Linked DNA regions of Triticum aestivum: region 2 is linked to region 1. A link is a contact called in public Hi-C data. All regions are on one chromosome and are shown on one strand. Each heading gives the region's core, a stretch centred on a gene start, on an enhancer-like site or on the middle of the called end of the contact. The rest is flanking DNA. Distances are from core to core; before and after follow the strand shown. Region 1 holds the start of LOC123071954 (transcription factor bHLH77). Region 2 has its middle 6.0 kb from the start of LOC123067745.

Region 1 (3,013 bases), core at 294-2,793:
GGCTCGGGGAGCTTGGAGGCGCCGTCCTTGCCCTGCTTCTTGCCGCCGTTCTCGCTGCTGCTCTGCGCGGCGTTCCCCTTGCCGGAATTCTCCTCGGCGTCCTCCATGGACGTGGACTTGCAGCGCTTCGACGCCGAGTCCTCCTGCACGGCGACGACGGTGGTGCTCGTCGGGTGAGATCATCGACGTTTCGCTCCTTCGAGAACTGAACTGAGCGGAATTCTGTTCGCGCGCGGCGTACCTTGGCGAGGAGATCCTTGGCGGAGGTGGTGGACATGGAGGCGTCCTTGCCCTTCCCCTTGCTGCCGCCGGCGGCCTTCCGCTTCCTCGCATTGCCGTCGGAGCCCCCCTTGAGCGCCATCCCCGCGCCGGCCGACGCCGGATCGGACACCGACGAGTCGTCCCGGGCACTCCCGAGTTCCAGCTCCTTGAGCGCGCCGACGGGGCCGTCGTCCGGGAGGCCGAATTGCGCCGGGCCGCCGCCGTAGCCGCCGCGGGCGTCGAAGCCGGAGAGCCTGGCGGCGCGCTCGGCGAAGCCCGGGTCGGCGAGGAACTGGTCCAGGGATCCCATGGGCATCAGGTTCTCCAGGGTGGGCAGGCCGGCGCCCCCCACCTGCGGCGGCGGGTAGTGGTGGTTGTGGTGGCGGTACTGGCCCATCATGGAGAGGTTGAGCTTGGTGGGCGAGCCGAGCGGCGTGCCGGCGCCGTAGTGCTGCGGCCGGGGCGAGATCCCGTGGAGCGCCAGCCCCTCGGTGGCCGCCGCGGAGCCGGAGGCCGGCGAGGGGTGGCCCCCCGCGTCCATGGAGCTGTCCCAGTTAAGGTTGAGGAAGCCCGCCGTGGCCGGCGGCAGCTGGTCCGGCGGGCCGCAGTTCATCTCCCGTCCTCCCTCGCCGGAATTCCGCAAAGATCCGTCGCCGCTCGCCGCGCCCAAGCAACTGCGCCCAGCCAATCCAACCGCAGACCAAGAAACCGTCCGAATACCGAGCCCGCCGGGAGGAGGAGAGAAGAGCGCCGCGCGCGCGTGCGTGCGTTCGTGCGGTGCGGTGACGGGATGAGAGTGACGCAGGGCCCGAAGAGAGGGAGCAGAGAAGCGCGCGAGGCGAGGGAGGCAGGCAAGTAGGTTGAGCGGAGCAGCGCAGAGCAGCTCCCACCAAATCCCACTACGAGCAGGGTGGTGCTGAGATAAGGCAAAGGCAGGAGCTTTTGGTGTGCGTGACAACGCACGAATGAAGGAGGGAGAGGGGGAGGGGGGAGAAAGTGGGGAGTGGGAAAGAAAGAAGCACCTAAACCAAAGCGAAAAGCTCCCACCGCAGCCGCAGGCGAGCTAAAAGCAGAAGACGGGACGAGGTTGAGGTTGTGGGACGGAGAGTGGTGGTGGGAGACGAGTACTACTAGTAGAGTATGTGTGCGTGTATGATATAGGTCCAGGATGGCATGGGTCAAATTGGACGGGCCATGGGCATCGTCACCTCACCCTTTCCTGCCATGAAACCAGGGAGGAAGGAAGAAGCACCGGAGAGAGCTCGGCGAGGGCGGGGTTAAAAGGGCGAATGGCGACCGACGACGACGCAAACATAAAGAAACGCTGTGCTAGTAGCACAGACAAACATGGCGAAATTTGGGCCTGATAAACAAATTGTTTTACGGCTGCTTGCGCCCTGTTTTTCTGAACCTGGGATATTTTCCAAGTTTTCATTTCAATCGAGAGGTGAAGGCGATGGTCCTGAGCTGCTGATGCCCATGGAACCAATCATTAAATCGTGGAACGGGGGCGCGAGGGGACAAGCGACGCTGCTTGGTATTTTGGGTTGGATCCTACTACCACCACCACCAGCTCCTAGCCTAGCCAGCAAAATAAGGAGATTTTTAATCATCGTCACTGTCTACTTCTTCTCTTCTTTTTTTTGACGGGCATTGTCTACTACGGAGTATTTTGATTTGAGGATGCATGCAGCGGCGGCCCACTGGATTGGACGGAGCCCGGCCGGGCACTCTGTTGAGGCTCATCTCATCTGATCTGATTGGGGTTTTTAGCCCCTTCTGCGAGATGGCTTCTTTATCAAATTAGCGGGTCTCAAAACCATGTTCGTCTTCTCTTCCATTTTTTTCTTCCTCTGATTTTTCGAAGTTGTCTCTGAAATTTTACTTCCTGATTTCCTTTCTGGAATTACCTTTTTTTTCATGATAATACAGCAGCTCCATCATAATAATTACTCCTTTTCTTATATCAGTGATGGAGTCACGTCGAGCTCGGGTGAGGAGGTGATCAATCGTTATTTCTTCGGTGTCTGGTGTGGTGGTGTCGGAGGCAGGCGACGTTCGTTGATATGAAGCTCATAGATGTTCTGCTATCTTTTCAGTTTTGTCATGTCGGTCCATCACTGATATGCAGCTTTGCGGATATCCAAGGTGGCTCACCAAAGTGAGGGCCCTTACCGTTGAACGAATCAGACCGGGGCAACACCCGAACATGCCATCGAACTCCAGATCTGTCACCCCACCACGACTAAGACGCCGAAGTAGGAAATCATACCTGTCATCCATGAACCACGAATCGCGCACACGTTTCGTCTTCTAGATGTCGTTGGTGCAGACGACAATCTGCGTCCGCTCCTGGACCACCTCCCAAGCTCCGCGTGGACGCTGGAGCAAACGTCACAACGGCGGAGCACGAGGACACAGGTCCTCCACGACGATGTCGTTCTCGCCATGCCATCCTTTCTAGAACAGACTAGTTTCTAAATCCATCCCCAACCGTAGAACCGATGTCCTCGTCAAGGAAGGATCCGAAGAATCTTTAGGCCAACTCCAACGCGCGACCCCATCCTGTCCGCCCGCTTCCGTTTCGGCAAAAATGGACAGATGACATGGCCCAACGCGCGACCGCATCCTCAAAATTTGTCTGTTTGGTGTCTGGCCCGCCCCATTTCTAGCGCAAACATGCGCCCGGTTTGCGTCCACACAGACGTCGAATAGACGGGCACGCGCTTGCTGGGCGGCCGCCTTGGGGACG
Region 2 (3,013 bases), core at 288-2,787, 170 kb after region 1:
CCTAACCGGGCGCCCGGTCAAGATCTAATCTAACCACCGCCAGGGATCGTCGCTCGATTGCATCTCCAACTCGGAGCCTCATCATCGGCGGACGCCTTCCGTCAGACCCCACCGATCCGATCGTATCATATCATATCATTAGCGATCGATCGATGGCCATGGAGGAATTTGTTTTAAAATCTCTTGTCGCAAGTCTTACTTGCATATAAGTAAATATTTTCCGACAGCGGCTGGTGCTGGATCTAATCTTCACTCAGCTCATCATCTTACGCGCGCGCAGCAGTACAACTCATCACAGCACAGCTTGCTCATCACACGGTGATGCTTTGTTGTGCTAACCTTTTCTAACGGAGCAGCTTTACTTGATCAGTAGTTCAGTACCAATAGTTGGTGAAAGGAGCAGCACGCATGCACGCACGCACCGGCGAGCGATCCGCTGGCGGTGGATCGACGTGGAGAAAAGAAAGCTGCCTGACCGATCGATCGCCTTTTACCGGTGTCTTTCACACACACGCGCCTCGCAGGCAGAAAGACAGACATCTCGGTAACATAACATGGGCTCCAATCATTGAGGTAACAGTGGTGATTAGAAAGTGGGCACTGCTGATACTGTGTAATTATTGGTTAGTACTAGTAGTAAATACCTCAGCGCATGACGGCATGAGAGAGAGAGAGAGAGAGGGAGTGGTAGGTGCGTGGGGTTAAATAGGGGAGTATCTGTCGCAGTACATGCCCTGTCTGACGGCTAGGGTGGCAGAGGTAGAGGGGTAGTACTGGTAGAGACAAGTGACAATGGACAGGGATATTATTGGGACTTGTTTCACTGAAGGAGGCAATGGCGGTGTAGACGGTAGGGTCCGTCTACCGTCTAGGCTAGGGAAGGCGAGGCAAGGCGAGGACATCACCGATCAATCAGGAGGGGTGGTGGTGGTAACGAGAGACTGATCAGTACGTGTTCAGTTACACAACCAAGCGATACTGTAACGGTGGGCACGTACGTAGAACATGCAAAGGCAGGCAGGGGGAGCACAGGCACAATACGTGCGAGGACCGGTCCACGACGTGCAGTCAAACACATGCATGCACGCACGCACGGACCCCGTTTATATTCTTACTGTCCTTGCAGTTGCAGACTTGAGCGAATGTCTCGCCGGACGACTCTGCCACGGAATTCAGTTAAAATGAGATTCTCTGGCCAGCTGCACCTCACTTCACTCGACAGTCTATTTTTTTCTCTCTTGCATTACAGAAACATCACGTCACCGTCACGGGCACACACCACTAGCACCGGCACTAGCGCCACCGTCACCGCGGGATCGCACGAGTGGCCGCTTTTCACTGCAGGGGCAGCGCGATTTGTGGGTGCACAGTCGCCGGACGGCCACGGGAGGGGGAAGGAAACGGCACGCTTTCCGGTCTACACTACCCCGGGGCCGGCGACGTGACGTGACGACGCGCGCGCGTGCTGTGCGGTGCGTTGCTCTCCGGTCTACACCACCAGTACGCACTGGTGCAGTCTACCAACGCAGGCATCGCCCGCCGCGAGATTTTCGTAGCTCCCCGCGGCAGATTTTCTCCCGGAAAGGTACCCCTCGCCCTACGCCGGTGTGCGCCCGCCCGCCCGACGCGTCCAATCGGTCGGCCCCGCCTTGGCCTTGACCCGCCCGCCCGTCGTCGTCCTCCTCGGGTTCGGTCGACTTTGTTCGTGTGAAATCTAGACAAGCAAAGACGTACGTACGTACGCACGCACGCATGCATCGAGATGCTCTTGGAAACCTGGTCGAGACTCGACGCGAGAGGTCCGTCTTGACGACTGTCGACACAGCAGTCAGGTTTGCAATCCTGCGCGAGTTTCGGGGCATCTAAGCGCCGCTAACAGACACCTCCTCGTCAGGTTGGTACGTATGTTACTGTTGGTGTGTGTAGAATCGTTTGGTCAGGTGTCACTGCCCGTGGCGCTTGGCCGCATGCATCCGTGCGCGGGTGTCACTGCAGCAGCAGTCGCTCTGGACAGAAATCACATATTTAAAATCAAATCACAAACTGACCTATAATGATGACCTTTCGTGTGGCGCCTCGACCTTAGGCGTCGCACCTTTTGTCAGCGTGGTAGCCCTGGTCCAGTTACAGTTCACAGACAGCAGTGCAACGCCTAAGGTCTAAGCGACACACTTGTAATGTGCAGCGCCCGTCTCTTAGTCGCTGCACTGTCTGTGTGCCACTTAGGCTGGCCCCACCCTCTCTCTCCTCCCACCCCCATCCCACACACCCTCACCCCACCCAAATTCTTAGGCCTTCTGTGGTTCATAGGGTAGGAAAATTATAGAAATAGAAAATTCATAGGAAATGAGATGACATGCATCTCAAATCCTATGAGTAGGAATAGGAAAGAATATCATTTGTTTCACGTCAAAGGATTTTTTTTCATTGAGTCTAGGCTAATGTTTATTTTCCTATGAAATATGAAGGATAAGAAGATTTCCTCCATAGGAAGAGGATTCCATTCCTACAAACCAAAGAGCTCTATAGGAATTTTTTCTATAAAAATCCTACCCTATGAAATTCCTACAAAATTCCTCCAAACCAAAGGAGGCCTTAGCCTTGCGCCCCTCCTCTCTCCCCCCCCCCCCCCTCAAATCCTTCTCAAATCTTGCAAGTCCGGAGTATTTGACCGTGGATTTCGAAGCCAACCCCTTCCTTATTGTAATCTCCCCCGATCCCCTCGTTTTCATCCATAGGAATTGTCGCATTTGCTCAAATCTAGCTAGTTTGGGAAAACCCTAGTTTTTGCTTGGATTTGGAAATTTGTGTTGAATCATGTTATGTTTTTTTTGCTAATTTGGTATGGTTAGGCTTTCATAGTATGCTAGGGTTAGGGTTATGTGTGTTTGATGTTGGAGTTAGGGTTATGCTATGGTTAGGGTTGTGGTTATTGTTAAGTGGGGGTTAGGGTTATTAATTCTTATATATGTTAGGGCATATGTATTTTGTGCAAATATTTTTGTTAAGTACT

Evidence for each region. A called contact is a pair of places that touch in the nucleus more often than the background predicts.
Region 2: a Hi-C map of leaf shows a contact between it and region 1, with 3 times the contacts expected there. The contact joins the enhancer-like site here to the promoter of LOC123071954 in region 1. A contact is called at or near these places in 2 of 5 Hi-C or Micro-C datasets (both in leaf).

What each region holds. Positions count from the first base shown.
Region 1 is chr3B:713,991,970-713,994,982 of IWGSC CS RefSeq v2.1, forward strand. LOC123071954 (transcription factor bHLH77) reads right to left here and starts at 1,544. Exons shown (of 8, transcript XM_044495535.1): 1 at 242-1,544; 2 at 1-143. The coding sequence starts at 874.
Region 2 is chr3B:714,166,739-714,169,751 of IWGSC CS RefSeq v2.1, forward strand. No RefSeq gene overlaps it. Among protein-coding and RNA genes, the nearest start is that of LOC123067745, 6.0 kb to the right of the region's middle. Within about 2 kb of position 1,538, at least 2 of the 8 cell types and tissues checked have an H3K27ac peak or open chromatin away from gene starts, as enhancers often do. A contact at or near this core is called in leaf, where this site is marked.